3 separate regions of the Mus musculus genome follow, and regions 1 and 2 are each linked to region 3. Evidence: chromatin contacts called from public Hi-C and capture Hi-C data. All regions are on one chromosome and are shown on one strand. The core of a region is the stretch at or near the end of the contact, and the rest is flanking DNA. Distances in the headings are between cores, read along the strand shown. Region 1 has its middle 10 kb from the start of 4930471E19Rik. Region 2 has its middle 8.1 kb from the start of 4930471E19Rik. Region 3 overlaps Msrb3 (methionine sulfoxide reductase B3).

Evidence for each region. Hi-C and Micro-C count contacts between places; a contact is called where the count stands out from the background. Capture Hi-C pulls out chosen DNA fragments and counts their contacts.
Region 1: a capture Hi-C map of embryonic tail shows a contact between it and region 3, with 3 times the contacts expected there. The contact joins two enhancer-like sites. A contact is called at or near these places in 2 of 15 datasets of contacts at CTCF or cohesin (the NIH/3T3 cell line and stem cell-derived epiblast-like cells), 3 of 484 Hi-C or Micro-C datasets (the G1E-ER4 cell line, nephron progenitors and palatal mesenchyme), 5 of 115 datasets of contacts at active chromatin or transcription factors (the NIH/3T3 cell line, a colorectal cancer cell line, embryonic stem cells and 2 more) and 3 of 9 other capture datasets (embryonic stem cells, embryonic tail and embryonic trunk).
Region 2: a Hi-C map of the HPC-7 cell line shows a contact between it and region 3, with 3 times the contacts expected there. The contact joins two enhancer-like sites. A contact is called at or near these places in 1 of 15 datasets of contacts at CTCF or cohesin (the NIH/3T3 cell line), 6 of 484 Hi-C or Micro-C datasets (CD4 T cells, the HPC-7 cell line, embryonic fibroblasts and 2 more) and 7 of 115 datasets of contacts at active chromatin or transcription factors (the NIH/3T3 cell line, a colorectal cancer cell line, embryonic fibroblasts and 4 more).

The regions. Positions count from the first base shown.
Region 1 is chr10:120,645,041-120,647,782 of GRCm38.p6, reverse strand. No RefSeq gene overlaps it. Among named protein-coding and RNA genes, the nearest start is that of 4930471E19Rik, 10 kb to the right of the region's middle. RefSeq lists an enhancer at 1-1,740. Within about 2 kb of position 1,387, at least 86 of the 459 cell types and tissues checked have an H3K27ac peak or open chromatin away from gene starts, as enhancers often do. A contact at or near this core is called in embryonic tail and nephron progenitors, where this site is marked.
Region 2 is chr10:120,626,461-120,629,615 of GRCm38.p6, reverse strand. No RefSeq gene overlaps it. Among named protein-coding and RNA genes, the nearest start is that of 4930471E19Rik, 8.1 kb to the left of the region's middle. Within about 2 kb of position 1,300, at least 70 of the 459 cell types and tissues checked have an H3K27ac peak or open chromatin away from gene starts, as enhancers often do.
Region 3 is chr10:120,871,327-120,874,254 of GRCm38.p6, reverse strand. The region is part of intron 1 of Msrb3 (methionine sulfoxide reductase B3); the gene reads left to right. Among named protein-coding and RNA genes, the nearest start is that of Gm15910, 15 kb to the right of the region's middle. Within about 2 kb of position 1,649, at least 93 of the 459 cell types and tissues checked have an H3K27ac peak or open chromatin away from gene starts, as enhancers often do. A contact at or near this core is called in embryonic tail and nephron progenitors, where this site is marked.

The DNA of each region.
Region 1 (2,742 bases), core at 138-2,637, 230 kb after region 3:
ATGTTAAAGCCGAGGGAAGAGCGAGGGACATCCAGCCTGCGCGTCGCCGCAGACTTCAAGCTGGAAGTGAGAGCCAGCCTACCTGAAGCAGGGTTAGGACCCAATCTCACCCTAACTTTTAGAAACGTTCTTCCCTGTACCACGCTTTCTTTATGATCCTCTCTCTGTGTGTCTCTTTCTTTTTCTGTGTGTGGGAGTGTGTATGTGGTGTACTGTGGTGTGAGTGTATGTGTGTGTGTGGTATGGTGTGTGTGTGTGTATGGTTTGATGTGTTGTGGTATGTTTGTATGTATGTGTGTGTGTGTGGTGTGTGTATGGTGTGTAGTGTGGTGTGTGTTTCTGTGACTCCGGGTTTAAGCACTCAGCAGGATCATAAGGATTCATGTTTGCTAAGCCAGAGAAATCAAATGCATAGCATCAAAACCCTCCCACTTGGAAAAACATTAGAATCCTGGGAATTTCTGGAAACACCAGAGAGCCCAGCCCCAGGACCTGCAGTGTAAACACTGTGGCTAATTTGTTGAAGTGAGATGCCATTGGTGATTCTCCCTGCCTTGAGAGACGACAGGACTCCCGGGCGGAACAAAGCAGATTGCTGTAGTAGATTGCCGGCCTGCAGAGGCCGGCTGTGGAGAGTGATCAGGAAAACACCAGACACGGTACTGAGACAGATCATCTTTCTTAAAGAGGAGTTAAAAAAAAGAAAAAGAAAAAGAAATTTAAAAAAAGAACTCAAAAGGAATTCCCCTCCCCGGGAGTTTGCCTTGAAGAGGGCAATCATTTCTCTGGCTCCGCTCCTGCCCACAGACTGTTGGACACAACGGGAGAGCGAAGCTTGGCTCTGCTCGCTCGCTTGCTTACAGAAGCAGCTCTCAGACCAGTGGACAAGGCTAACGCTGCCGAGAGCAAGCTGAAGGCTGGATAGCACTCGAGCAATCGAGTTAGACACAGTTAACTCTCAACAAGCGTCCTGCTCACTATGATTTCATAGGGCTTATTCATATAACCAAAAAACGGTGCTCTTCAGCACTTAGTTGTTTATTATTATTATCATCATTATTATTAATCAAAGCAAGGTGTCCATATGCTGGTCTGCAGAATGGCCTCCCTGGCCTACCAAAGTTTACCATTTCGACTAGGTTTGATCTGGGGCTTACGGCTTTTTCTTTTTCCTTCCCATGGATTTAAAGACTATTCTATTTATTTGCATGGAGTGTTTTAAAAATATCTTTTTAAGTTCTCATTTCCACTCATCAATAGAATACTTCTACCCTCTTTCTATTCTGGTACTAAAGAATGGAAAATCTAGCGCTAAGATCAGAACACTGCCCTTCCTCATGCCCAGGCTACTACTGGAAAATTCCGGTTACCAGACTGCGGTGGCTCACCCAGGAGGAGGTGGTGCAGCTCAGACAGGACTCACTTCTTCTCCTGTGCATTTTCAGGGCGTGGCCACTTTGTCTTCCTAAAAACAGCATTTTAAATGATACTTCCTTTAGGAAATAAGACCCACTTTGGGGTTTTTAAGAGTACTTACCTTCAAGGAAAAAAATTTAAGGGCCACAAAATGCCCTCTGAGGTTGGCTTAGTGGAAGGTAGAAGTTTCTTCTATTTTCAGTTCCAGCTAGGAGGGCAACCATTATGATGCACTTTGAAATGCTATTAGTCAATTTTTTCAGTATTCTAATTCTAGGTGGCAAATGGCATTGACTCTCAGTTGCTTGTGGCTGCAAATAGTCTCTCTCTCTCTCTCTCTCTGTGTGTGTGCGTGTGTGTGTCTCCCCCTCTCTGTCTCTTTTTGTCTCCCTCTCTCCATCTCTGTCTCTGTCTGTCTGTCTATCTCCCTCTCTCTGTCTCTCATTTTTCTCTGTCTCCCATCTGTCTCTTCTCTGTCTGTCTGTCTCTTTCTTTCTCCCTTCTGAATCTTTCTTTCTCTCTCCCCCCCCCCCCCTCCCTACCTCCAGGGAGGATGTGAATATAGGCAGTGAGATTTCATCTTGCTCAATGAATATGTTCAAGTTGCCTTCATCTATCTCATTCTGGGGTGAATGGCTGACTGGGACTTGCTCTAATGGGACACTTTAAACCAGAGGCACAAGCAAGCATCTTCTTGCATTCCATTGGCCAGAGCAAATCATATGGTAAATTTGGGGAACACACTTTGCCTGCCCTATACAAAGATCCTGCAGACGTAAATGACAAGGGGTATGGTGTATGGGCTGAAAATCCTCCCTCACCCCACTGCTGGGGATCAAACCCAGGGTTTTACACATGGTCAGCAAGCGCTCTATGTCCTATCTCCAGTTTTCCAAAAGCTTTTTCTTTTCCCCATAATCATTCATGTTTATTTTAATTAAAATATAATTACAATACTTTGCCCCTCTCCTTTCTTTCCACCACTCCTTTCATGCCTCCCCCTCACCCACTCTTAAATTGATGGCCTTTCCCCTCTAATTATTATTTTTACATATATCTGTTTTGCTGTTATACACACACATATATGTGTATATATATATGTGTGTGTGTGTAACTATCTGTATCTATATCTATGCATCTGTATGTGTTATATATATGGTTATGTATATATGTCTATACACACACACACACACACACACACACACACATATATATATATATATATATATATATATATATATATATATATACACACATATCACATGCACAGATGCACATAAGTATGTATAGCCATACTGTACTGAGTCTGGGTAGTGCTGCAAGGGT
Region 2 (3,155 bases), core at 51-2,550, 240 kb after region 3:
TTAAAAGCTGATGTCACCGATTCATAATATAAGAGGTGACATTAAACCTACTACCCCCCTTCATTACTACCACTCTTGGGCTGGAAAATATAGGCAAAACCAACACTGGATCTCATGGTTGGGGTGGGAACAAACGGATGGCTATAAAAGATGTCTTGTAGACTCCAGGACATGAGACCCTGGTGCTGGGAAGTCTTAAGACAGCAGCAAACCCACAGAACTGGAATTACACCCGGCTCTGCAGATGACCTGATGGTGGCACAGGGCTTGGAACAGTTCGAAGAGGAAAACAGAATCCCAAGAGAATCCTCCAAGGGAAGGGTCTCAAGAGATTCTCTGAGTATATCTTTATTCTATGGAGTCTATTTTTCCCAGATGTCCTGAGGCCACCATTACCTCTACCAAGATTCAACTCAGAGTACTTCGTGTTGTCCTCAAGCAGCGAGCAAGAGAAGAGAGCATGCCTTATGTTCTAGGTCCCTACAGATGGTTTCAACAAAGACATTTGTCTTGATAGTCACTGTTTGTATTTTACCTTAAGTACAACTCATTTATACGGAGTTGACCCAGTCAGTGGGTGAAGAAGAGGTTACCTGGAAACAAGATACGGAACTATCTAGCAATAGAAACTAAATTGATGAGCCGGGCGTGGTGACGCACGCCTTTAATCCCAGCACTCAGGAGGCAGAGGCAGGCAGATTTCTGAGTTCGAGGCCAGCCTGGTCTACAGAGTGAGTTCAGGACAGCCAGGGCTATACAGAGAAACCCTGTCTCAAAAAAACAAAAACCAAACCAAACAAAACAAAAAGAACATTTATAGGATAGAGATTGTTATCACTAATGTATTACAGAAGAGAAAATGAGAACCCAGCGACTCTAATTTTTTGTTCATTCACGTAGCTGATATTCCGAAGGGCCCGATTTCGTACCAGGCACAGGAAATACAAAGACAAAACAAAGCTAGTCGTGATCTGATGGAGTTTATTGTCTACGATGTTTTAAAAAATAGTAAAGAAATTGTGGGCAGTCAGTGGGCAAAGAGGTTAGCTGGAGACAAGAGTTTGTAAGATATTTAGGCTCAAATATGCTGAACTATCTAGCAGTAGTTATTATGAATGCATTGCTGGACACAGGTGACACATGGATACAATAACGGTAAAATAGAGAGCACTGCCTACCTCTGAGTAATCTTAAGTAATCTTAAGATGCCAAGAGGGCTTTGAATCAACAGAGTTCACGTGAAAGTCAAAGCAACAGCGGGACGGCAGGAAGTAAATACAGACTCATGAAATCCTATTACCCAGCCAGAGCCATCAGCCACAGTTCCACATGGGTGTAGCCCAGAGCAGGAAGAAGAGTGAGTCAGAGTCATGCCTTTGTGAAGATCTTTGTCAGAGATGCACATGATCTTGGTTCTTGGGGCAGGTTGGGGACATGAAGCTCAAACTCTCAGAGTCATTCTCACCACACCATGGCTCTCACCCCAGATCTCCTCCTGCTCCAGCAGATTTCCATCCCCTCACCCCATCCATGCCTGAGCAGCGGCAAGAAAAAAACAGAGGCACAAGCCAGCCATAAGACACTTGTGTTTATCACTCATTGACGAGGGCTAGCCACGTGGGCGGCTCTACTGTTGAGGACTTTTAAAAGATGCTGATATGGCTGCCATCATGTCCACTTCAAACTTCATGATGATGTTTAGTGTAGAAAGGAGAGAGGAGAACATCTGGAAGATGACTGGGAATATCAGCCCCTGACATGTATTCCAAAGTCAATCAGAAGGATCGTGAATTACTGTCTTAAAGTTCTGACTGAGCCCTCCAGGCAATGGGGGAGGGGGGGTCCACTGAAGGGGTTTGATCAAGGACCTCACATAACTGTGTCTTTAATGCAGACAGTAGACAGGAGAGGGTAAGATTGGTGGTGGAGGGACCAGGTAGGAGAAAACTGCGATGATCTCTCAGGATAAGAGAGCAGAGGTCCTATTTACTTAATATCAGAGATACCAGGAGGAGGGGAACACAAGCATTGCCTGTTGGGCTAGGTAAGTAGTAGGAGATAGAATGCAGAATCTCTGGCCTCCAGTTCAAGCCCACGTAACATAAGAATCTTTCCTGGGGCCAATGGCTCAGTTGTTAAGAAAGTGGCTACTTTTCCAAAGGACCTGAGTTCGATTCCAGCACCCACATGGTGGCTCACAATCGTCTCTAATTCGAGTCTCAGGGTATTCATACCTCATTCTGACTTCTTCTGACACCAGACACACATGCCATGCACAGACCTATGTGCAGGCAAGACACCCATACACACAAAAATGAAAAATTTTTTAAAGCACCTTTTAAAATTATATGTTTGACAAAGTTTCTCATTACAAAATCGTTATGGTACACAACCTGATGTGTTGACTGTAACATTGTGGTATGCCTAAATGTAGCAAATTGTCATATATATTATCTCACATACTTTATTTTTATGGTAAGAATAGTCCAAATCTTTCTTTTTAAAGCAGTCCTCAATTATACAGTATTGTCACTGAACACGGTCACTATGGTATCTATCAGATTTCTGTCAGAGAGCTAGCATCCTTTGACTGGCCTCCCGTAGTCCATTTGAGACCCTGGCAAGCTCCCTTCTGGTCTCTGAGTCTATAAAATGGATTTTTTAAAAAAAATAATTTATTTTTATTTAATATGCATTGGTGTTTTGTTTTCACATGTGTCTGTATAAGTGTTGGAGCCCCAGAAACTGGAGTTACAGACAATTGTATACTGCCATGGGAGTGCTGGGAATTGAACTCTGTTCTTCTTGAAGAAGAGCTAGTGTTCTTAACTGCTGATTCGTCTCTCCGGTCCCCGTGTGAGTTAGATGCTGTGCTCTTGGCCTTCCTATGCCTGGCTTGCTTCACACAGCATAATACGTTTATCCCTGTCCTCACAAATGACAGGATTTCCTTTTCTTTTTGGAGCTGAACAATGTTCCTTTGTGTGTACATAGAGTTTCTCTGTCCACCCTTCTATTGGTGGACACATAGGGTATTTCCATAATTCTCACTTGCTGTGGGTAATGCTTTAGTGAACACAGCAATGCAGATGTCTCTTTACCCGCACTGATTGCATTTTCTTTGGACATATGCCCAATAGTGGGAACACTGATGC
Region 3 (2,928 bases), core at 400-2,899:
CAGTCGGGGTATTAGATAGGAAAGTAGAAATCTTTGAAAATCATAAGGTGTTTGAATTATCTTTGAATTTTTAGTGAGGGTGCTTTTCAGCATCCCACCTGTTACAGCCCTGGCTGGCAATCATACACTGTCACAGATTTCAATTCCTTTTAGCACCATTAGCAAAGCAGCTGGGGGAGACAACACTGGAAATGAGATGCCCAGAACAACCAGTTTTATAGGTTAATCATTTACATTGAGTCTTCTACTCAGGAAGTGACTGAGTGCTTGGTTGTCATGTGCTGGGTAGTGAGATACAAAAAGGTCCCCTCCCTGCCCTGCAGCGTTAATTTAGAAGAGGCAAGAGTGCAAACCACACCAGTATCCTGAAAACTGCCATAGGAGAGCCGGGGGCTCGTCAGGCGTTCTGTAGGGTCAGCGCTGGGAAAGCTATGCTGTGACCAGCAGATGGTGGGAAACAGTATCAGAGAGCATGGACTCGCAACGGAGGCTTGTTCTGGGGAAACCGTGAGCAGTGCATCCAGCAGGGCCATGGGACAGGATAGGATGTGGTGAGAAACACAGGAAGAAGGCATGGAGTTAGATGGATGGGGAGGAGGGGTCTGGGAGGACCTGGGAAGAGTTGAGCAGAGGTGAAACCAGGATCAGAATGTACTGATGGGAGATTTAGTTTTCGTAAATGTTTTCCGGCTCATGTAATACTAAGCAAATATCTGACAGCTAACTTTTTTTTAAAAAAACATATACCACATACTAGGAGAGGTCCCTTTAGCTAATTGCTCTTTTGAACTGCTATTTTAGAGTCGGAGAAGCAAAGGTAAGTAACTTGTCCAAGGTCATACAAGCAGTTACAGAGACAGACAGAGTTCCAGCCAGGCAGTCCGGCAACAAAGCTAGCACACATCCACGGTGACAGGCATCTTTCTGGGAATGGGTTGTGTATTTTACATCTGTCGTCAGGGTCCGTTTTCTATTGCAAGTGTAAAAATACACACTCCTCCCTCTCTTCCCTCAAAACCTCAGTCCCAAAATATTGTTTACCATGCTCCTGTTCCCGGACCGGACACATTAAAGGCGCATCTCGTGGGTGCTTCTGTTGGACGGAGCTAAGCAGGGCATGCAGACACAGGTGGGCAGAACTGCCTTTCAGTCCATGGCTCAGACACATATTCCCAGGGTGCTGGGCACTTCACAAGCATTCTGTAAACTTGCCCACCTTCTCTAACATACTTGTGAGCATTCACGTAATTAAGGCTGTATCAGTGCCCAGCCTATAACACGGGAGATTTGTGAGTGGCTCACACCATGACAGGTTGTGTTCCTTCGTTCTTCCACATCCGAAAAGCCAAGGTGTCTGTGTCAGTAACTCTATCCATTGCTGCACTGCTTGGTGTTAGTATAGCACTTCCAGGGTCGACTTTAAGCACCAAAAAGGAAACAAAGCAGTTTAAACGCCCCCAAACTGGGCAAGACCAATTTGCCACTAGATGGCGCTCTGGCTATTTGGGTAGGGGAAAAAAAAAAAAAAAGATCGAGTAAGGACTATTAAATCACAGCCACTTTGAGCCCCTGGTATTTGCAGTCCTAGGCTTTTAATTGTAGCCGGCATCTTTGTTCTTTGCCTGACCTGCGGAGTGACGTCACTGCCTTGCTTCCTGTGTGCTGGCTTTGACACAAGCCAGATGGCCACAGTGATCCGTAGGCGCCCAGGCCGCCTGGTACAGCGGTTGATGAAACGGAATAGGAAGGCATTTTATGGTCAGCTGCGGGAGCACTGAGAGGCCGCAGCTTTGCTAAGTAATTACATTTACCGCACATACTTTATCCCTCATGGGGAAGGGTCTCATGGAGGGGGAAAAAAAAACTTACATTTTTATTTACGGCGTTGTGAGGTATAGACCTTTGATCTTTTATTAGCCAGTAGTCTGCTACAAAGGCATGCAGTCTTTGCCTGCTCCGCAGTCACTCGTGAAAATGACATCTTTATTTATGTCTAACGGTTCTCAGGCTGCGCATTGTGATTCTTAGCCCCCACCCCCACCCCAACCCCTCCAGTTAGTAACACAAAAATGTTTTGCTTCTGTAGTGAGTTTAGTTTGGGAAAGTCAGAGTTCAGGCATGTTAATACAAGCAGATTTCGGTCAGATATACTCCAGAGCGACTTGGTCAAATAGATTACTGTTTATCACATGTTTGCTCTTCAAGGGGGTCAGGAGAGTCCAGGAAAAGACTTTTATTTCAGGGTAGGGAATGGAGGGGGTGGCGGCGAGGAAATGATCAAGACATTAGTTTCATTCCATCTTTGGACATTAGGCAGTTGAAGTTACTTAACACGGCGTTTTTAAATAAAACACGAGAGATTGATAATCACCCAGTATTCTTCAATCTCATTTGAACTTAGTCCACACCAATCACGGCCCTGCGTGAGATCTTTACGCACCAATCATGGCCCTGCGTGAGATGTTTACGCACCAATCACAGCCCTGTGTGGCATGCTTATGAAAACCCCACAAGCTGGACTTTTGTCTTAATATCGTATAGGTTGGGGATTCTTCTACGTGATTCATTTCTCAAGACTTCAGTAAAATATTTTCTACCCCTTTCAATGTTGGGTCATGAGTTCTACTCCCAGAATTTTATTTAGAGGTTAAAAATCATAGAATTAAACGAAAGGGCACCTTCCCTATGCCTTCTTCAAAGTTAACGGATTGTGGAGCAAAGTCTCATAGTCGTCCTTCATCTTTTGTTTTTTTGTTTTTTTTTTTTTTCCCTTGTCTTAAAGGGCAAGTCTCTACGTAAGGACACATTTTGGCTCTGCTGTTAAATGAGCGTTTCCCACACCACGTTTGCTCTGTGTCCTTGGATCTTCGAGCCTCGATTGCACTCACATATGTACTGGGGATAAAGCCAGCCTCCTCAGCGAGTGCA